Linked DNA regions of Mus musculus: regions 1, 2, 3 and 4 are each linked to region 5. The links are chromatin contacts, called in public HiChIP or PLAC-seq maps. All regions are on one chromosome and are shown on one strand. Each heading gives the region's core, a stretch centred on a gene start, on an enhancer-like site or on the middle of the called end of the contact. The rest is flanking DNA. Distances are from core to core; before and after follow the strand shown.

Evidence for each region. HiChIP or PLAC-seq counts read pairs in DNA pulled down with a chosen protein or histone mark.
Region 1: an H3K27ac HiChIP or PLAC-seq map of embryonic stem cells shows a contact between it and region 5, with 8 read pairs. The contact joins two enhancer-like sites. A contact is called at or near these places in 1 of 39 promoter capture datasets (the C10 cell line), 1 of 15 datasets of contacts at CTCF or cohesin (the NIH/3T3 cell line), 6 of 484 Hi-C or Micro-C datasets (bone marrow-derived macrophages, brown adipocytes, embryonic stem cells and 1 more) and 5 of 115 datasets of contacts at active chromatin or transcription factors (cardiomyocytes, embryonic stem cells, large pre-B cells and 1 more).
Region 2: an HNF4G HiChIP or PLAC-seq map of pancreatic cancer cells shows a contact between it and region 5. The contact joins two enhancer-like sites. A contact is called at or near these places in 3 of 39 promoter capture datasets (the 3T3-L1 cell line, hippocampal neurons and liver), 2 of 15 datasets of contacts at CTCF or cohesin (both in the NIH/3T3 cell line), 11 of 484 Hi-C or Micro-C datasets (Sertoli cells, adipose-derived mesenchymal stem cells, brown adipocytes and 6 more), 5 of 115 datasets of contacts at active chromatin or transcription factors (the NIH/3T3 cell line, embryonic stem cells, heart atrium and 1 more) and 1 of 9 other capture datasets (embryonic stem cells).
Region 3: an H3K27ac HiChIP or PLAC-seq map of embryonic stem cells shows a contact between it and region 5, with 8 read pairs. The contact joins two enhancer-like sites. A contact is called at or near these places in 1 of 39 promoter capture datasets (macrophages), 1 of 484 Hi-C or Micro-C datasets (embryonic fibroblasts), 15 of 115 datasets of contacts at active chromatin or transcription factors (the SCID.adh cell line, astrocytes, craniofacial prominence and 6 more) and 3 of 9 other capture datasets (adipose tissue, liver and pancreatic islet).
Region 4: an H3K27ac HiChIP or PLAC-seq map of embryonic stem cells shows a contact between it and region 5, with 21 read pairs. The contact joins two enhancer-like sites. A contact is called at or near these places in 5 of 39 promoter capture datasets (cranial neural crest, embryonic stem cells, liver and 2 more), 3 of 484 Hi-C or Micro-C datasets (bone marrow-derived macrophages, embryonic stem cells and nephron progenitors) and 12 of 115 datasets of contacts at active chromatin or transcription factors (cardiomyocytes, embryonic stem cells, epiblast stem cells and 3 more).

Annotation. Positions count from the first base shown.
Region 1 is chr16:30,690,095-30,694,438 of GRCm38.p6, reverse strand. No RefSeq gene overlaps it. Among named protein-coding and RNA genes, the nearest start is that of Fam43a, 93 kb to the right of the region's middle. Within about 2 kb of position 1,743, at least 43 of the 459 cell types and tissues checked have an H3K27ac peak or open chromatin away from gene starts, as enhancers often do. A contact at or near this core is called in brown adipocytes and embryonic stem cells, where this site is marked.
Region 2 is chr16:30,967,702-30,972,083 of GRCm38.p6, reverse strand. All of the region lies in intron 3 of Xxylt1 (xyloside xylosyltransferase 1), which reads left to right. It overlaps Gm15742 (a long non-coding RNA gene), which reads left to right. Exons shown (of 2, transcript XR_384807.2): 2 at 2,145-4,382. Among named protein-coding and RNA genes, the nearest start is that of Gm15742, 6.6 kb to the left of the region's middle. Within about 2 kb of position 2,578, at least 145 of the 459 cell types and tissues checked have an H3K27ac peak or open chromatin away from gene starts, as enhancers often do. A contact at or near this core is called in liver, nephron progenitors and pancreatic cancer cells, where this site is marked.
Region 3 is chr16:30,570,956-30,575,049 of GRCm38.p6, reverse strand. It overlaps Lsg1 (large 60S subunit nuclear export GTPase 1), which reads left to right. Exons shown (of 14, transcript NM_178069.5): 6 at 444-504; 7 at 1,681-1,857; 8 at 3,514-3,885. Among named protein-coding and RNA genes, the nearest start is that of Lsg1, 15 kb to the left of the region's middle. Within about 2 kb of position 2,594, at least 34 of the 459 cell types and tissues checked have an H3K27ac peak or open chromatin away from gene starts, as enhancers often do. A contact at or near this core is called in astrocytes and embryonic stem cells, where this site is marked.
Region 4 is chr16:30,644,463-30,648,560 of GRCm38.p6, reverse strand. No RefSeq gene overlaps it. Among named protein-coding and RNA genes, the nearest start is that of Fam43a, 47 kb to the right of the region's middle. Within about 2 kb of position 2,315, at least 42 of the 459 cell types and tissues checked have an H3K27ac peak or open chromatin away from gene starts, as enhancers often do. A contact at or near this core is called in embryonic stem cells and pancreatic cancer cells, where this site is marked.
Region 5 is chr16:30,820,015-30,824,138 of GRCm38.p6, reverse strand. No RefSeq gene overlaps it. Among named protein-coding and RNA genes, the nearest start is that of Gm26295, 7.9 kb to the right of the region's middle. Within about 2 kb of position 2,653, at least 149 of the 459 cell types and tissues checked have an H3K27ac peak or open chromatin away from gene starts, as enhancers often do. A contact at or near this core is called in astrocytes, brown adipocytes, embryonic stem cells and 3 more, where this site is marked.

The DNA.
Region 1 (4,344 bases), core at 494-2,993, 130 kb after region 5:
CTGGGGATGTAAACTGAGCTAATAGAGTTCTTCTCTAGTATGCAGAAAGCCCAGAATTTGACTCCAGACATCACTTAAGCTAGGTGTGGTAATGCATGCTTGGAATTCCAGCACTTGGAAGAGGGTAGAGAATCAGAAGTTCAAGGTCATCTTTGGCTACATAAAGAGTTTGAAGCCATCCAAGAAGTGGGGGTGGGGGAGATAAAAGCTGAGAAGAAACTTTCACCCAGTAACAGATGAATAGATGAATGAATGAGATAACAGTAATACTGAGCAGTATTTTAATGATGAGTTTGTTGGGATTCAGACCCAGGACAAATAGCCAAGGTGCATATTTTACACACCAAGTCTGACCTGGCCACCAGGCTCTCCCAGCATCCCTCAGTCCCTACCTGTTACAGAGCATACCCCACCCTCTTCCCTGAAGCTGCCCCTCCCCCAGAAGCTCTTCCCTATATAATCCAGACATTTTGGTCGCTCTCTCCCTATGTGCCTGTGGTTTCAGTTGTTTTCTCCATAGTTCAGGTCTAACCACTGAGCTTCTCTATCTAGCCCCTTGGAGTGCCCCAGGTCTAGCCTCTCACCCTTTCACACACACACACACACACACACACACACACACACACACACACACTTGTATCTTCTTTTGGAGAAAAGCAGCCTATGCTCTCTCCCTCCCTTGCACACCTTTCCCAGGTCTCCCCCTGCCTCAGCACCAACCATCCTTCTCCCTTCTGAGTTCTACTCATCTCCCAAGTCCCCCCCCCCACACACACACACGCACCTTGCCTTTGCCCTTGTAGAGGCAAGTGGGGGCTACAACAGAAGGGATAAAGCAGCTTGGGTGGTCAGGAGTCCTTGGTCCATGCCTCTTCATGGATTCCACCCCCATAACAGCAGGTAGTATATACTGTATCTCATTGCCATTCTGTAACAATAAGCATCATCTCTGTTCTCAGCTACAGACTCCAACTCCAGCTGATTAAAAACAGACACGCATTAGAAGGCAAGATTCATGCTGGCTGAAAGACCAGAGCACTCAAATCAATGTCTAATCTCTGGGCCTGTATTTTCCATTGTGGCTGCTATAGGATAGTTGGATTCCCTAGTCACTAGCTCTCCTCTCAAGACATGACCGACCGTGCAAACCTAAGGCTTGGATTCTATGTTCTATTTCCTGATAAAAATATAAGTGAGGTAGGTTGCAAGCAGCAGAGTTCCACAGCTCTTAAACAACACTAAAGTCTGTGGTTGTCCTCTAAGGAAAAGGGAGCCCTCTGTAAGAGTGCATGCAGTTTCTTCCCAGCACAGCCCTTCATTATCCAGGGAACTGGAGTCACTTGGGGTCAGCATCACACAAGGGCATTAAGTGCTCTTGGCAAATACAGGGCCCAAAAGGTCCCTGGGGTTTGGTGGAGGAAGGAAGGGTCACAGACAATTTGGCTTTGCATACTTCTGAATTGTTCTAATTTTTGCCACAAACATGTTTTGTTTTTATAATTAAAAAATAACCACTCATAAATCTTATGAATGCTTTCTCTTTTAATAAACTTCAGGGTCTCGAGGAGCTGTCGGGTCCTTGGAGACCATCCAGTCCTGCCCATTGCCTGACAGAGGAGGAAATCTGTCTCCCAGGAGGGTTGACTAGCCCAAGGTCACACATCAGACAGAGCCTTGGGACCCACTTCCCAGGCACGTTCATTTCTACAACTGTGGGACAATGAATCCGTCATTTCTACAACTGTGGGACAGTGAATCTGATTGGACTTGGGCTGTGCTGGCAAATGTAGCCTGTGATTCACTCCCCAAAGGGAAAAGCAATTAGGATTGTAAAAGCAAAAGTGAGCTGGGGCCGTTTTGAATGGGCTTGTTAAAGCTCCAGGATTAACTAAGAAAATGCAAAGAAAACCATGCACGGGCAAAGAAGTCCCTGGGGACAAGAACGGTCTACTGCCTACCTCACGCTCCTAGTCGTTTATGTACGCATTTGGGGAGAGAGACAGAGACAAAGACAGTGGGAGAGACAGAGAGAGGCGAAATGATTGAAAGAAATTAGATGATTTGAAAGGAAGGTGAGGAGGTGTGGGAGGAGGAATGCCCGGCAAACCTACAGCTTTCCTCTTCTCAAGCTCCTGGAAAGACTCCAAACTGCGAGAAGATGGGGGAGCAACGGAAGACACACCCACCGGAAGACACACGGGAAACCATGCCAAGGGACACGTGTTAAACCGTAAGCTGGAAGGCGCCCTCCCATCTAAGCTAGATAAAGGGTTGGATGTGGTTTGTGCCCCAAACGCTTGTGCTCCTGTGGCTTCGCATCCAGTATGACGATGTGATAGCAGAGTGAGAACTGGAGCCTAGGAGAGGTGGCGGTCATTTAAGTCACCGCCTTAGGGATTGGGGCCTTTCTTTTGTTGTTAATCGTTTGAAGCTCATAGATTGGGTCTTACCATATCGCTCAGGGCCTAGAACTGAAAACCCTGCTGTCCCCATATTCTGCGGGCCGGATCTCAGGTGTGTGCCACCGTGCCCAGCTTACAATTCTCCTGAGAATGGGTTGCTACAAGGACAAGCTCAACCCTTGAACGTCCACCATGAAAAAGCAACAAGGAGAAGGGGCCCTTACGCAACAGAGCCAAGCCCTTGAACCACCCAAACTGGAAGCTCAATTACCTTTTCTTTTTTATCGTTTTTTTCCTCTTTCCTTATTTCTCTCTCTCTCTCTCTCTCTCTCTCTCTCTCTCTCTCTCTCTCACTCTGTTTGTTTTGTTTTGTTTTGTTTTGTTTTGTTTTGTTTTGAGACAGGGAGGTTTCTCAGAGATCTACCTACCTCCGCCTCCCAAGTGCTGGGTTTAAGGTGTACACCACCACTGCCTGGCTGCTACTCCTTTTCTTTAAAAAAAAAAAAAAAATCAATATTTTCCTGGACTCGCTTCCAGTCTGGTTTTCCTTACCCACTCCCCGTCTCTGCAGTTACAATTAGCCCTTGGTGACACTTTAAGTGTGTAAACACTGTTCCAGACAGTAAAGACAAGCAGCTAATTGCTTTTGGTTCTCTCCCACGCCTTCCTGCAAAACAGAAGGAAAAAGGAGAACCAAAGTTAGCTGAGGACGCCCTCTCTAAGAGAATCCACCTGCTTTGATTTGTCCTGCACCAGGACTTTTGTGGTCCCAGGAGATAGGACATATGACAGGCTGAAGTATGGCCAAAATATGCTTGAAGCCCAAAATATGCTTGAAGCCCACGTCTCTCAGATCTCTCTGGGACTCCTGAGAAAACTGAAGATGGTCTGAATTATCTTGGGAGTAAATTTTCGAATCAGCCTCCCTACCTAGTCCCTGAAGGTCAAGGCATTGAGACCACTAGACCATGTGCTCTTTCACAGGAGACAGTGGCCTGCCTCCTCCAGTAAGATCCATATACTGAGGAGTCCCTAAAATAGGAAAGAACAGATTATATTCTGGGCAAACAAAAAAACAGGAAAGGCAAATGTCCCTATGACCTCAAAATGTCAGGTACTCCTCCCCCCCCCCACCCCCCCACCCCCACCCCACCCCCCCACCCCCCCACCCCTCCCCACACCAGTTTGTCTCCTTTTCAACCCCCAGCCCTGCTTGCTGTGTTCTCAAGTTGGGTTCATTCCCACATCATGCTGAGAGCTGACTCAGTGAGCAGCAAATGTGGAAGAGGGAGGCAGACCCTCTGTCACTGTCTGTCACTGTCCCCACAGCTCAACAACACAGCGAATATCGTGAGTCTGAACACAAGAGAAGCAGATGTCAGAAGACCAGTGTGGCAGGCTGAACTGGGGACACAGAGAACTAAAGTCAGGTGGCATGTCATACTGGCCATGTCACAGGTGGCGTGCTAACGAGTACTGCAGAGGGGTGTTGGCAGAGGCATGCTGCTCAAGGATTCGATTTAGAGACTGTTCATCCACACCCTGCCACTGAAACCCAAAAGTGAGGCGGTGACCGAGAAGAATGGGATGGGGAGTTGCTCTCAGAGAAGTCCCAGAAACCCTGACAGGGCAATGAGAACCTGGGTGCCTGGACTCTGAGGCCAGGAAAACATCCCACGGAATCACCGATGGTTCCAAGCACTTCAAGTCAAATTTAGTCCCTGCTGGTTTTTTTGCTGTGTGTCTTCGAGGGCTTCTACATGTGTGATTTCATTTAGCCCTACTGTATGGGTTATAGTCTCTAGAAAAATGGAATCAGTAAGATACACATGCCAAATTGATATGGGCATCAACATAGATAAAATTAAAGGCATTTGGTAGAAGGAATTGGCTGGGGCTGGCAGTTATGGAGGCTGGCAAGTTCAAAATCTGAGGAGCTGAT
Region 2 (4,382 bases), core at 1,329-3,828, 150 kb before region 5:
CTATGCCTGCAGCAGGCTGCAGTACACATGAAGGGGGCTGACTTTGGGTGAGGGCAGTGTGCCCGCTGCACGCCAGGCTCAGGCCTGCTGGAGGAACACAGCTCACAGTGGCTTGTAGAGGAACCGTGTGGCACTAGGACATAGGAAGAGAGACAGCTGCTCCATCCACTGATTCTGTGCTGGAAACAGACCACGGACTGAGAGATCTCAGCCACGGACAGTGGCAGGAGGGTCTCTAGAGAGCTGGTCCCGTGTCTGTATCTAACGACTTGGTTTCCTCTTTGAGACAGGGTCTGACTACTTATCCTTGTTCTCCTGTAACTCTAGACCAGGCTGGCCTCAAACTCACAGAGATCCACCTGCCTCTACCACCCTAGTGGTGAGATTAAAGTCACACCTGCCTTCTTCTGCCACAGTTTTAAATTGCTAAAATATATGCAACATAAAAGTTGCCGTTTGGAACATCTTTAAGTCCATAACATTAATTCTGCCCAAATGTCCCACCATCACCATCCTATTTCCAAAACAGTTGTATTACCCAAGCAGAAATGTCATCCTCTGAACGGTTGCCCTGCATCTTTCCTCCTCAGCCCATGGCAAGCTCTCATCTACTTATGTCTTATACATCTGCCTGGTTTAGATGGTCCATGTCTCCTCTGTCACTCTGTGGCCATTAGAAGCCCCGGACACATACTGTTCCCAGCTCCCATCAGGGCTCAGAGTAGGGCTGTGGCCTGGCCTGAGAGGCAGTGAAGCAGAAAGGAGAGGTCTCACCGTTACTAGCTGGGCATTTTGACGGTCATCCTTACATCCTGAAAGCCTTAGTTTCCTCATCTAGAAAATGGGTTTAATAATGTGTACCTCCCAAGCATGCATAGACAGCTCAAGTATGTAAATGTGTAGAGGAGTGCTTAGGGACAGGTTTTGTCATAATTATCTGTATTATCGTAACCTGTACCTCCAAGTCCCATAATGACTAAAAGAAATCACTTATAAATTGTTCATGAAGTAGCTGGCAGGTAATAATTATTGAAGTAAATGCCAGCTACCCATATACATACATGCCATGTGCATTACAGAAAAACCAACACAGTGGTTAAGAGCATTGGCTGTTCTTACAGAGAGCACAGTTTTAATTCCCAGCGCCCACATGGTGTCCTACAGCCATCTTGAACTCCACTTCCAGGGGATCCAGTCCCCCTTTCCGGCTTCCACTGGCACCAGGCAAAGCAGCCTGCACATAGGTAACAATAACTTTGTAAAGCAACAGCCAGCAAGGGGCTTAGACAGGCTGTCCCCAACTGAGAGTCAACGCTCGTCCAGCAGCAGATTGCCCCACCCCAAGTAGGGCCCACTGTTTCCTATTTTCTTTCCAAGCAGCAGAGAAATGAGGAGTCCCAGGCAGTGGAGACTAGCTGACTGTAGAAGCTCATCTTAGAGCCAAGGCAAAGTCAAAACCAGAAGCTTCGAACGTGAGGAAGGTGTCGGGGTTCACTGCCCAGCCTCAGCGCTTTCACCCTTTTGAAGTTGGGAGACGGCTCCTTTTGGGATCAGTCTTTCGAACCTCCAGCAAACTATGGCCCCATCCCATCAGAGTTGAGAGAAGTGAGTGGCTTCCTGTTGTGTGGGGCCCTACGGTTTCCATCAGAGTCCCATTTTAAACACACAGAAGGAAAAGTATCCTGATTGGAAACCTGACCACACTTGTCCCCTTGTCCTAATTTCAGTGGCCAGCTAAACAAAGCAGCGCTTCTGGGAAAGAGCTGTGAGAAGGGTTACCAAGATGAAGCTGGAGGGATGGCCTCCCCAGGGCAAAGACACACTGACTCGGACTGCAGGGAACGTGTGTGTGTCTGTCACTGTGAGTGTGCTGGCTTGTGCTGGTCATGTGTGCGCACATAGCCCCTAGAAGGGACTCTGCTAGATGTCACCCGGCTACATCCTTCAACACGCACGGCCTTCTCTAAAGCTCCAGGAAAGAAGGTTGTCCAAGTTTCTCTTCCTACCAAAGCTGAGTGAGTGGCTTCTGGAAGCACCTGGCTTGGTTCTGTTGGGCTGCCGGCAGAACCAGATTCACTGGGCACCGGTGTCCCTGCCGTGAAGGCTGCCATGCACACCTGAGTGCCTTAGCCTTCTTTCTGCAGGTCTCTTCTCCACAAGAGTTGGCAGTGGCCCTGGTGCATGCTTCAGGGAGCTGGTAACAAGAACACTTGAGGATGTACCCAGCAGAGTGACCCGTCCCTGCAAGCACTTTGGGTGCCTCACCCAGCACTGGCCAGTGAAGGAAGCAAGCAAGCCGTCCTCCACCACCAGCCAAGTTACCTGATGCTTCATCTCCTGCCCCAGTCTTGTCATACCTTACCCTTCCTCCTATACTGGGGAGCCATCTGAAGCTAAAGGAAGAGAGATTGCACCTAAAAGGTGCCCGGGTGTCAGATACTGCATCCCGCACACGGCCCTCACAGCCTATCCTCTGGGATAGAATGTTGAGTTCTGGAGGAGCTGGGGCAGGACACACTGACTGGTTCAGAGTCCTCTGTCTGCTCCTCCACTATGCAAACGCTCGGCCACGTGACGCTGTGTCAACACCGCTGAGCTCGGCTCCATTTAGCCGATTCCCCAGACACTCATTTCACAGGCACAGGGAAACCAGAGGTGCTCTTATGTAAGAGGACCTGAGCGGGGAGGGAGGCAGGGAGCTTTGTGAGTACACATTGCTGTGACAGAGGGCTTCAGGGAGCTCTCGGGAAGAGTCGGGGAAGGAGGAACACTTCACAGTCAGGGGTTCTGAGGGGCCCCCACCATGCATGCTTGGTTCCTTCCTGGGTGGAACAGGTCAGGCTTAGGAAGGACCTGGAGATGGGAAGATCTGGCTCTGCAGGGACCTTAAGACCCCAGATCCAGCCCAGGGTCCCAAAACGGAGAGGCTCACAGCCAGCAGGGAGTGCTCTCAGTGAGAGCTTTGTCCTTCTGTAGAGGATGGTAAATTTGAAAATTTCCAGGATCCCATAGGTGCCCACCTGTGTGTAAGATGGGGCTGAGTCTGCCTTCTTCCTGTGTTCCCTTGTCTGAGCAGGCGAGGCCTGGAGGCCTGGCACAGCCAATCAGAGTCCTGCTCGTGAGGCAGGCATCTCTTGGTCTTGGGCAAGGGTCAGGGAATCTCTGGGAGGTTAGTGAGAGATCAGGGAGGAGAAACCAGTAGAGGATGCTGGCTAGCTCAGGGCATGTGGATTTCAGCAGTGCAGCCAGTCAGGGTCTGCTGGTGGCGTGTGGAGCCTGGCCTGGCCGTGCTAGGCATGTTGCCTTTTTCTTTTCTGCTTCTTCCACAAGGTATGTCCACAGCCCAGATTTCTCCCTCTGGTGGAGACCTCTGAGAGGAAGCCAGTGTTAAGAACTCTGTCCTCGAGGGGAGCAGTTTGGACTCTCCTCTAGCCCTGGGTTTGTGGTCATAGGCTTTTCCACAGTGTGGGCTAGATGCAGATGCACGCCCAACTGACATGGATGTGGCCCAATGATGACACTTCCTCTGTGGTCAGCAGTCATGCAGCCTGAACTGCCACAGGGAAGAAAGTAAAAGGACAGCTGGGCCCCAAGAGGAAAGGCGTCCCTGCACAGAGGGCTCCAAAAGGAAGGTTGGAAGGCTTGTGTCCAGAACTGATGGTGGGTTTGAACACCTTCCTTGGACAGTGGCTGGAGCTGGTATCTAACTTTAATACCAGTTTTGATCTGGGTCTCAAGTTCCACACCTCACAGTCATTCACACCCTCCTTGTCTGGTCTGGGTGGGCCCAGGCCACACCCCTTCTTCTCCTGTGCACTCTCCAGGTAGTCGCTGGCACACCTGTGTAGACAGAATTCTGACTCCAGCACACGTGGGAAGAGGCTGGGAGAGCCATCTTTGCCTTCTGGAAGGCACCCCAGACTAGGCAGAGACTCAGAAGAATCATCTGGAAACCCGAAGAGTAGAGGCAGGCAGGACGTCGCTGACGAGGAGCCGAGGAACACACTGCAGTTTAACAGGAGGAGCCTCTCCCTAGAAAGCTGGCATTGGGGAAGTGGCAAAGAGAACATCTAAGCCTGTGGGCCTGGGTGAAGCCCAGGTTAGCGTGGCCAGGAAGGAGGATAGGCGTGTTTGTCTTGGGCCACCTGGAGAAAGGGCCAAGCAGGCCAGCATCACCAGCTGTCCTAGCTCCCAAACCTGGCCCTGAGATTGGGAACATGTGCAGGGGTTGGAGAGCACATGGGGGTGCCACTGATGGTTCCCAGCAGTGGGCGTCACACCATTAAGACCTCAGACCATGATCCTGCAGTCTGAGGAAGTGGTCGGGAAATGGACTAGGGTTGAGGAAGCCATGTAGAGGTCGTATAGATCATGTTAGGGGA
Region 3 (4,094 bases), core at 1,345-3,844, 250 kb after region 5:
GGGTGGGTGGACCAGGGCCCACACCATAAAGAAAACTGACTCTCTGGAAACTTTCAGATGTCAGTAGCCCCTTGGCTAAGGGAAGAGCTCGTGAGCCCCTTCCCCACGCCAGGCTGGAATGTGGATGGCTTGATCCTGGCCTGGTCAGATCTTGAGCAGGCAGCTGTAGCTGCTGAGTTCATTGAGTGCAATGTCAAGAAGACACTGCTTCACTCTGCTCCTCAGCTCCTGGCTTTTACATGTTTCTACCCCCACTTTCTCAAGGGTCTCTGGACACTGAGTAAAGGAAGTGGGGTGCCCACTGTTTGTGGCTGACTCCCACACTCCCCAGACACTTCTCTGCACGGGAGGTAGTTGTGAGCTTCCGTGCTAAGTGCTAAGTGCTGTGTCAACAGTGGTCTCCTTTACTTTACAGTAACTGGATTGTCTCCCTTTCCCCCCAGTGATATTGTGGTCCAGATCGTAGATGCTCGAAACCCGCTCCTGTTTAGATGTGAGGATTTGGTAAGTGAACTTTGCCTTGGGTCCTTGGCAGCCTTCCTCAGCAGTGACTGAGCAAGCCTTCCATCTTCTCTAGCTGAGTCTAGTCTAACTCAGACTCCCTGTTCTTCAAAGCCGAGAACTTACACACTGCCGCTCTGTAGACAGGTTTGCTTCAGCAGGTGTTCCCATCTGTAGAGAGCATAGACATTGGAATCCACGTTCTAGCTGCTGGTTAGCAGGCCCTTTCATGCTAGCCATTTGCTGGTCTCTTGTCTTCAGGAGCCAAGTCAGAATGGCATTTGCTTTTCCTCAGGATATTCCCGTCACTGTTTAATCCACTCCAGAGTTCTCTCTTCACACCTTACTACACCTGTACTAGTTTACAGATGAACTAAGCTCATTAATACAGTGTTAGGCGTAAGGATTATTGAAAATGACGTGATCCAATTGAACTCATGGTGCATATGTGCGGTGTACATTTTTCTATGTGAAGACCATAGTGGTTTCTCTCAACTCATGAACAGCAAAAAATATTAATGGTAGACTTTTTTTCAGAGCTCACAGAGAGGATCAGTTAGTAGAAGCATCAAAAGCTCTAATCTTTGAGTTAGAAAGTGATTTAAGGACATCCTTGGAGATGGCTCAGCAGGTTAAAGGAACTTGCTGCACAAGCCTAGTGACCAAAGTCTGACCTCTACATACATGGTAGAGCATGTGTAGGTTCATGTATACACACAAAAATAGTTTTTTTTTTTAAAGAAAATGATTTAAGCCGGGTAATGGTGGTTCACGCCTTTAACGGGAGGCAGAGGCAGGCAGATTCGAGGCCAGCCTAGTATACAGAGTGAGTTCCAGGACAACCAGGGCTACACAGAGAAACCCTGTCTCGAAAAACCAAGGGGGGGGGGGGGGGAGACAGAGACAGAGAGAGAGAGAGATTGATTTAAGCCTGGTAGTAATGTTGCTTGCCTTTAATCCCAGCACTCAGACAGATCTCTGAGTTCAAGGCCACCCTGGCCTACAGAGTTAAGTTCCAGGATAACCAAGGCTACACAGAGAAACTCTGTCTCAAAAAAACAAAACAACTACAAAAAAGAAAGTGATTTGGGGTTGGGGTTTGATTCAGCTTTAATTGGGAATCTGTGGTGCTGATGAGCCCAGCTGTTGTCTGAGGACTGGAAATGTCTGTCTTTATAGGAGTGTTACGTGAAAGAGATCGATGCTGCCAAGGAGAACGTGATCCTGATAAACAAGGCAGACTTGCTGACTGCTGAGCAGCGGTTTGCCTGGGCTGTGCACTTTGAAAAGGAAGGGGTAAAGGTTATCTTCTGGTCAGCTTTGGCAGAAACTGATCACCTAAATGGTGACTTGAAGGTAATGGGCTGGGGGCCTTTCTCAAGGTGGGTTTTGGGGTTGCCTTATTTCTGACTAATGTGTTTTGTTTATATTGGTGATTTGTAAGGATTACTTTGTTTGGGGATTCCCCTCCCCCCAGTTCAGTGATTACAGGAGAGCCTATAAAAATATTTAAAAATCTGTAACCAGACCACATGGATACTTTGTGATTTCATATACTCTTTCATGCCGTACCGTATACTCTTTCGCATCTGAGACCTTAACTTTTTTAATCTTCAGGAAGTTGTCTAAGAAGTTTCATATTTTTTTTTAATTATTAATTTGCTTTTAAGAGAAACTTCACAGTGCACAGGGTACAACTGAAGAGTGTAGGCAATTTCTTTTATCTTTAACCAAGTTTTACTAAAACTTAAAGTCTATTAAAAAATCAGTCCTGGTATCTTTGATATTTAGAAGACACTTAGAAGTGATATTTTCCCCTCTTCTTTTATCTTTTGGCTTTTTAATGGGTGTTAATATAGGTGATGTGCATGCTGGACTATCTCTATGCGTTCCAGGCCAGCCTGATCTACATAGTGAATTCATGACTGACAGGGCTACAGAGAGAAAACCTGTCTGGGGGGGGGGGGGGGGGAGATCTGTGAATACAACCCCCTCTCGTGGATGAACTCATTATTTACTGAGCTCTACACTCCAGTGAAAGAAATCCCTCCCTCCTTCCGTTTCCCTGTTGGAAGGTCACATTATCTGTCAGTGGCTAATTAGTGCTGAGGGCCTAGCAGTGGTACAGTGCTTGCCCAGGCATGCAAAAGTTTGCCTCCAGCAATGGCAGGGCACCAAGGCCAGGCAGCTTTAATCTCTAAAGTCAGAAGCCGTTTCCCTACAGTGACACTAAGCTAGCTCCAGTTGTTGATCTGAGGGTTTGTTCTTTGTCGTCTTGGTTTCTTCCTCTGCCAGTGTTCAGTTCTTGCCCTCAGCTACCTCATAGATGCCATTTTGGGGCTCTCATCTTGGTGCTTATCCATTTCTGTTATGATTACCACTAACATTGATGGATAATGGAGCACAGTGTTTATCCCACATGCCTGCTAAGGGACATACAGAAAGATTGAGATTTCTAGAATGGAAACCTAGCTAGAAACTTGACTCGGGGAGTTAAAGTGTTTGCTTTCAAGCATGACGGCTCAAGTGTTGTGATGCTTGCCTTTAGTCCCAGCACTTGCAAGGCAGAGATAGGCAAATCTCTGAGTTCAAGGACAACCTGGTCTACATAGTGAGCTCCTGTCTATTATCATGGTCATCACCAATCTAGAATGAAATTTTGCAGCCTCTGAATTTCACACACAGGGGTCTGTGCTCTTTTTTACTTAAGATCAAAAGACTTTGGTACTTTTTGACATATTTAAAACAATTATAAAATCAGAACAAGGTTGGGGATGGTGTACTGCTTGCTTCATATGCAAAAGCCCCTGGGCTCAGTCTTAGCTCTGCAGCAACAGAGCAACAGAAGTGAAGGTCTGCCCTGCTAGGGGCATCTGCTGATGTCCACCTATGTGCTTGCCTGCCCATATGCTGGTCTCCAGCATAGTATTTCCTGTTCTTCCATCACTAGCCTCTGTGTGTAAAGTGCGGTTACACAGGTCTGAAGCTTTGTGGTTTCTGTCACTTCATCAGGAGGAAGTAGACAGTGTTGCTGGAGACACCAACAAAACAGAGTCTGAAAGCTCCAGTTTGGATGCGAATGAAATCCCACACAGAGACTTGATCTCGCTTAGTGAGGAGTCCGCAAGTGACAGTGGTGACAGCAAATATGAGGACTGTCAGGAGGACGAAGAGGAAGATTGGCAGACGTGTTCAGAAGAAGACAGCGTCCCTGAGGAGGAGGAGGGCTGTAATGCGGATTCTGAGACTCAGAACAGAAAAAACGCAGAAAATCAACAAGTGAACAATGATAGCTACCTGGTGTCGAAACAGGAATTACTGGAACTCTTTAAGAAACTCCACACTGGAAAGAAAGTGAAAGATGGACAGCTAACTGTTGGGCTGGTAAGATGAAGGACACTGAAGCCAGCACATGAGAGAGCCTGCAGCAGTCCCTGTCCTTCCACAGCTACAGGTGGACCCACACAGTCAGGCAGGCTTCTGCACCACAGGGAAGACACAGGGAAGGTATCATGGGGTGAGGCAGTGGAGGGGCAGGGTCTGACTCAAAGGGAACATCTCAGGGTTATATTGTCACCACACATGTTTATATT
Region 4 (4,098 bases), core at 1,066-3,565, 180 kb after region 5:
GGAAACCATTGGCCCCGGGCTTTGTCCCAGTCAGGGGCTAGATAGCCTTTGTAGTGACCAGTAGGACTCCAGAATTCCGAAAGTCAACCATGTTGAGGCACTAAGAGTTTGGGGTTAAGGAAAGAGAAAAGTGAGGACTAGCGTCCCCTCCCCAACCTCTGAAGGGTTCACTCAAGGCAGCTTTGGAGCTGCCTCCAAGTCCAGAGAAGATACCATAGTTTCCCATGTCCCCTGCCCACCACAAACCCTACTGAACAGGCAGAAGGAGAACAAAGAAAGTAGGAGTGGGGGCACTGGAGTGGTACCAAGCCAGGATGGGGTCTGGCGTTACAAGGTAAAGTTCCAAGTGCTGGTAGGATCTGGGGGAAGGTTGTAGGAGGGGTCAGGTCACAGGGAAGGAACAAGAAGGGAAAGCCCGTACCTTCTCACTGCGAGAAAGCTTTCTAAGTCAGAAGAATACTAGCCACCTCTCACAGCTTCCAGTCTCGCCATCCATAAAATGGTGGCTCCTTCCTAGCCCATCACCAGTGTGCATAAACAGATGGCTTAGAGCAGGGTCTGGCATGCACTAACTACTCAGCAGCTCCCCATTCCGTGTTAATAGAATTATAGAATAGCTCTTACCAAGTCACTGGCTGAACAACCACGTGACAACTCAGATGAACAACAAACACTTAGATCCTGAGCAGGTCAGAGGTGAAAGTACCTCAGGAATCAAGGAGCCGTGTTCCTTTAACATGGTGGCCGTTCTCCTCAAAGCAATCTTGTCTTCGGGTCTACCTTACTTTGAGTGACCACTACCAACCAGCCACCTGGGTTGTCTCCATATTTGTTGTTAGTCAACATGGTGGCCCAATGGCCAGACCAAACTCTCACCCTTGCTGTATTGAAGCATCTTTGTAAAATACTGTGAGAGGTGCCAATGCTATGGAGGAGAAGGATCAAGAGTATGTGAGGCCTGGTGTGACAAAGAGTGACTTCTGTATATTGTGTACTAAGGCCCCTGAATCCCCATGTATCCAAACTGAGGAAGGTCCTAACCTCACTTTTCCTTCCCAACTTGAAATACTAATCGCACCGGGTGTGGTGGCGCATGCCTTTAATCCCAGCACTTGGGAGGCAGAGACAGGCGGATTTCTGAGTTTGAGGCCAGCCTGGTCTACAGAGTGAGTTCCAGGACAGCCAGGGCTATACCGAGAAACCCTGTCTCAAAAAATAAAAACAAAACCAAAAAAAAAATCTCTTCCTCCCTGCAATGGTCCCCTGACTACACACAAACATACAAGCTCTGATTTTGGCTTATTTTACTTAACATAATCCATTTTCCTACAAAAAAAATATTTCATTTAAGCCTAACACATCTTCTCCCAGGCGTCCACCCTGTTCTATGTTCTATCTCTACTACCCTGACTCCAAGTATCTCGAGAATGCCTCCTGAGCCACAGCAGCCAGCCAGATGTTCAGATGCAAACCTGAGTATGGCAGATCTCTGCTTCAGGGGCCTTCTGCCCTTAAGCAAAATAAAAGCTTTGGTCCAGTGCGCTGACCCCTCCCACTCCCACACTGCCCCAGCCTCCCTCCCTCCAGGTCTTTGACCAAACTCTTAGGTCTCAAACAAGAGGCTAACTGAGGTGTCTGTTTATCATATCAAAGCAGACCTGGCCACCAGACTCTCCCAACATCCTTCAGTTCCCTTACCTGTTACAGAATATGGCTGGCATACCACACCCTTTCTCCTCTACCATACCTAGGGACAGTCCTGTCTTCCTTATTTATTTATTTATTTATTTATTTATTTATTTATTTATTTATTTATTTGCCATTCCCTATCTCTGGAATATTCTTTCCATGCCAGTCTCCCATACATCCCTATGCCCCAACCCCTACCCCAGATCTTCCCAGTCTTCTCCGAATTACTCACCTTCTCAGCAAAGCCCTCCCCAACCTCTGGACTGGACCCCCTAGTTCTAAGCTCACTTGGCACTGTTCCCATGGCTTTCTGGGTTTGTGCTACTTAATATCAGCCTCCCCCACTGAGTTGCACCCTTAGCGGGGAAGGAAGTGCGTTGGTTTTATACATCGCTGCACACAACTGTCCCCCAGCCCAGGTCTGCCCAGAACCCCTTCCATCTGAGTATTTACAGGAGCTGCTCTGTAAATACCTTCTGAGTGAAAGCCTCTCTATTTCTAGGTTCCTCGTGCTTAGAAGCCATGTTGCATAACAAAAGAAGCAGCAGGGGGTGTCCAGACATCTGCGCTTCAGTCCCCTCCCTTCTAAAGGAGCTCAGGGTAACTGCAAACACAGGCATTCCCCTGTAGAGGTGGAAAATCTGTAGATGCAGGCTGTGTGATCAGGTCTCTCAGGCTGTCCCAGATCAAACAGTTCACTGCTGTACTGACTTGGAGGTCCCCTTCTCCCAGGGACACACTAGACCTTGCAAGGAAGTAACTGGACCAGAGATGAGAAGAAGTCTTCCTAAGGAAAGAGCATGCCAGCTCCGTTTGTTATTGCAACATTTGTTCTGCAAAGTGACCTTTGGAACCACAGCCAAGGGACTGCTTTGTCACCGCAGTTTAATTCTTGGTTCTGGTACTTAAGCCCATGATTTAAACTTTCCATTTCCTCTCAAGTCAGCCAGAAAGCAGGCATCACACACCACAGGGCATTCCAGAGGACGACGTATATAGTCTGTATGCAACCCAAGTCTTTTAAAATAAACCTTTCATGATCACTGATGCTGCCTGAAAGAGAAAGGAAGGATGCCTCGGGGACATTAACTTTCAGTGTGTCCCCAGTGTATTTCTCCCCCATGTGTGGCACTCTTCTTCCATTCTTGGCTCTCTAGAATTAGAGTGTCTAGCCTTCTCTTGCTCAGAATGCCAGGTACTAATTACACTGCTGTGTGTTACTGCACGGTGGCAGCGGTGTCTCACACTCACACCCGCACACTTTGTTTTCAAACAGCATTTAAATGCAGCAGAGAGAAAACAGACTCTCGCAAAGGAATCAGAAGTCCAAATAAGACTCTTTCTCTCCATCATTCCAGAGGCCATGAAAACCTGAGCTTTTCTGTCTGGGGGAGCTAACTTCTCACTGGGAACGTGTCTTGGTTAGGGTTTGCTTTGCTGTGAAGAGACACTGTGACCAAGGCAACTCTCATAAGGACAATATTTAATCAGGGCTAGTTTACAGGTTCAGAGGTTCAGTCCATTATCATCAAGGTGGAAACATGGCAGCATCCAGGCAGGCATGATGCAGGAGGAGCTGAGAGTTCTACACTCATCTGAAGGCCACTAGAAGACTGGCTCCCATGTGGTAAGGAGAAGGGTATCATTGCCCAGGCCCACAGTGACACACTTCCTCCACACACAAGGCCACACCTACTCCAAGAAGGCCACACCTCCCAATAGTGCCTTTCCCTGGCCCAAACATATTCAAACCACCATAGAACTTGTGGGTGTAGGGGGTTTGCTCCTGTTGAAACCGTTAGATCTTGAACACGGGGCAAGCTGAGGTGCCTATTTCCCGTATTAAAGCTGACTTGGCCACCAGGTTCTTCCGGAATCCCTCAGTCCCTATCTGTTACAGGGCATGGCTGGCTCGCTCTTCTCCCTCCCCTGAACTCTCCACCCCAGGGTCTGGGCTGCCTTTCCCCCACCAGCTTTCCCTATGTAATTCAGACATTTTGGCCACACCTCTTGGCGCCTTGACCTGGGCCACCTCTTGGTGAGTGGCTGCTCTCTTGTTCTCCCTCCTTCTCTCTCCTCTCATGGTTGGGTTTAGTCTGCTGGCCAGGCCCAGCCTGGACTCTTCCCTCTGCCTGTTTTATCCCTTATATCTACAATGAACCCTTCTCCATATTTTAGTAGTCATGTCCTCCTCCCCCTATTTAATTTTTTCATTTAGAAACTATCTTAGTTAGGGTTTTATTGCAGTACATAGACACCATGTTGTGATTAAATAGGTATGGCCCTGTAGACTCATGCGTTTGAATGCTTGGTCCATAGGGAGTGGCACTATTAGGAGGTGTGGCCTTGTGGGAGGAAGTGTGTCATTGTGGAGGCGGGCTTTGAGGTATCCCTTGTTCAAGTTATACC
Region 5 (4,124 bases), core at 1,404-3,903:
ACTTTTAGGTGCTCCTTGTCTCTGAGTCCACTCTTGGGTCTCTAAATGAGTCTATCTTGTCTTGGTGTGAATTGGAGTTACCTAAGTCCTGTGTTAGGTAACTTCAGATTGCACACCCTCCCCAGTGAATTTATTTTCCATTCATGTGTTAAAAGACAAAGAATTTTACTTGGATTCATGACTTCCGATGTTTCGGCCCCCTGTCCTTGGCCCTGTTGATTCTGGGCCAGCCAAACAGCCTGGTAGCAGAAGCATAAGGCAGAGACCACTAAGCTCCTGTGTATAGGAAGCGGAGTGTCTTAGATGGGGTTCTATTGCTGGATTAAAGACCAAGACCCAAAGCAGCCCATCTCAGCCATAGTCCATCACTGACAGAAGTCAAAGCAGAAAGTTAAGGCAGGAAACCCGCAGGCAGGGACTGAAGCAGAGATCATGGAGGAGTGCTATTCACTGGCTTGCTCAGCCTGATTTCATATACAGCCCAGGACCACCTGCCCCAGAGTGACCTGGGTCCTCCCATATCCATGACTAATCAAGAAAATGCCCCAAAGCCTTGCCTACTGGCCAACCCTATGGAGGAGGCATTTTCTCAGTTAAGTTTCCCTTTTCCAAAATAGCCTTAGCTTGTGTAAATTGGAAAAAAACGGGGGGGGGGGTGTAACAGAAAATAGGAAAAGACTGAATTCAGCCATAATCCTCAAAGGGAGACACCCACAGTGACCTACTTCCTTCAGTAAGACCACATCTCCTAAAGTTTCCATCACATTCCATAATAGTGTCAGTGACAGAGAATTAGGCATGTAGCACAAGAACCTTGGGGACACCATAGTCATTATAACAATGCCACAGTTAGACACAGGCATTCTCAGGCAGTCTGCCATGATCCAGTGTTTTTCCTGCCCCTTTAAAGAAAGTACTTATTTTCAGGTGACACAGTATGTTCCTAGTTGTTTCTGGGGGTACAGGTAGCATCGCAGGCTGTGTACACAACAGGTAGTGACTCACTAGGGGCACCGGGAAAGCCTATCAGCTCCACCATTTATCAACATTTTAGGCACTGAGAATCTTCAAGATCCCCTCTGCTGGCATTGTCTAGAATTCGCCCCTCTGCTAGGATGAAATGAGTCAATTCAAGCTTGATTAGATTATATAAAGGCAGGTTGATTGGGAAGCCACTCTCTGATCCCAAGGAACAAGGCCAGATAAGTTGCCATGAGGAGGGAGACAGAGGGGAGGGAGAAGAGGAAGCAGAGAGAGAAAAAGAGGGTCAGGAGGGCTGGGACTACCAACATTTCAGTGTTATAGAGGGAAGAACTTCTGGAGGCGGGGAAGGAAGCTCCACTCCTCAGCTGGAAAGTTCAGGGTAGAGGGCTGGGTATGCCAGGTAGGGACTGAGGGATTCTGGGAGAACCTGAGGGCCAGGTCCACTTTGATAAGTTAAATATGCACCACACCTGTTTGTCCCAGTTTTGAATGCCAACACCATCATCTTCCCTAGAGAGCAGACCAATATTTATTCTGCCCTTCTTGCAGACATCTATTCACTCGTGGTAAACATTGTACCATGCTAAGAGGAGCATAAGATGAGATGAGTCCCAAACCCACACATGGGATGACATTCTCAGAATGGGCCTCTGCTGGGAACTTGAGCCTGGTACCAGAAAATCTCCTTCCTGGGGGAAATGGCCTTCACTCGCCTTGCCTTTCGCTGAGTCAGTGTTTACAGTAGATCTAGCCTCCGTCTGCCATCAGCTTGAGCCCTTTCCGCAGCCTTCCCAGCAAAAGGCACCAGGAGTGTACCAGACATATGCCAAGGTCGGGAATTTCAACGCTGTCTAAGGCACCCTGGTAAATGGCTTATTATGGAGACGGGGCTTCTTCTCTGCTCCTGGGTGCTCTGGATCTGCACAGTGAGTCTGCTGGGGCATTTTCCTATAGCAGATCTGCAGAGATTGATTGTCCCTTTCATTCATTGTGCCCACCATACAAGTCCCTGGATTCACCCACCCTGATCTCCACCCAAAGTCATGCGCTCTCCACAACTCTCCACACGTGCCTTTTCCAGAACTCTGCTTCTCAGCTCACTGACCGTGTGCCACTGGATAGCAAAGCATATTAAAACCCAGCCTGACTAGATCCCATTAATCAACTACGCGTGGGAGGGAGCGGGAGAGATTCCTGGCAGGGACCTGGTCCTCTCTCTGTTAATGACTTCAGAGAACTAAATATATTTTGGAATAGCTAGAGATGAGCTTGAAATGCACTAAAAGTTGTTTTCCAGAAGCCTTAAATGTGTCTCTTCTCTTTGTGTTGGCATTTTTAAAGCATTCTCCAAATGTCATTGCTGGAATAAATAAATGAATAAACAAACAAAACGCCATGAAACACACTTGAAAGTTGTAGCAGGCAGTAAAGCTATGACATCTGCTTCATTGATTAGAATTTGCACGGAAAGATAGCTGCGAGCAGCGTGTGAAAGCTTTTACTTTGCCTTTGGTTTCTCCTTGTGTCTCACTTCGAATAATTTCCACTCACATCCTTCTGTCCCTGGGGCCTTCAAGCCTGGTAAATAAGCAGACCCCAGGGATCTCCAAGGAGCCAGCAACATCCGGGAAACCGGAGCCGGGAGGCTCTGCGCAACCCTCCCCCACACACCACTTTCCAGGAAGGAGTGGCTGAGCCAGAACAATGACTTTGGCATGCAACTAGTCCTGGGTCAACTTTCCCCCACTCTTTTCCTCTTTCCTCCTGCCCCGTGACCTCGTGACTTCGGGCAGGGAGAAGGCTCCCCGTTAGCCCCTGACTCCGGAATGCTGCACTGATCGACCATGCTTTTGTCCTGTGCCTCAGGACTCCACGCAGAGCTGAGCTGGGTAGAGCTTCCTCTCCAACTCGGAGAAGAATGTCAGTCAGGAAGCTCAGCTATCCAGAGAATGTGAAATAACAATATTTTAATGGAATCTTTTTCTTTTCTTCACCTCATCTAATGCAGAACTGGTAGTCTGTCTATCTGTAAATTACGCCATTTTCACAACTGGAGAGATTTTCTGATTGTGACTCAATAAATCCTTGGTGCTTTTTTTTCCCTCCTACCACAGAGAGGCATTGCTGTGGTGCTCTGGTCTGCAGGTGCTGTGCAAGAGCTGGGGTGCTCTTATACAGGCTGTGTTGCTAACAGAGGGAGCATCCTTGAGACGTTTTCCTGCAATGATGCCGGTGAGCCATGCCATGGCTAAGAATCGCCCAGGGAGTTGATGGTACTTTCTAAGACTTGGGGCCCAGTCTTGGAATGGTAGCTTAATGTTTGACAGTTTAAACTGGAGTAGCTCCAGAGCTCTTTGTTGGCTCCAACACATGGATAAGGTTTTCTAGAACATTTACTCCATCCCATCCCCCAATTAAAAAAAAAATTTTTTTTTAATTTTGTTTGTATAATTTGGTCTGCATGTTTGTCTGTGCACCCCGTGTGTGCCTGATGCCCACAGAGGTCTGAAGTTGATGTCAGATCCTCTGGAACTGGGATTCCAAGTGGTTGAGGTTGCCATGTGGGTTTTGGGATCAACCTGGGTCCTCTGGAAGAGCAGCTGAGCCATTTCTGCAGCCCTTCTAGATTAATTGTGAGACTCCATGACAGGCTTCAAACTGCAAGTCTAGAGAGTCTAGGTCTAACAACTGGGCAAGTCCAGGCAAGCCCAGGTAAGCCAGTTACTAGAAAAAAGCCCCAGACTTGAGGCAGCTAGTCAGAAACTGCCCTGCCATTAGAAGCTGCCCGGCCACCTGGACAGAAGCAAGGACAACGGGTCAGCAAGTTTCCAGACTTCCTCAGCAACAGTTTCCAGCCCCCCCCCCCCCCCCCCCGCAACACCCTAGTTTTGAAATGCCCCTGGAGACTACCTACCCTGGAATCCACTAACGTTCTTTAAATCTGGCCTGCAAGCTCACTTGGTTGTCTCTCTATCTTGGTAATGGAAGACCCCAGCATGCTGGACTTTAGCAGAATAAAACACTCTTTGCGTTTGCATACTGTTTGAGTCTGAGGTATCATTCTTCTGTGAATCATAGACCCTTACCATTCTTCCTATGGTCAATGCCAAACTCGGTGAGAGCAATAAAAAAGATACTGT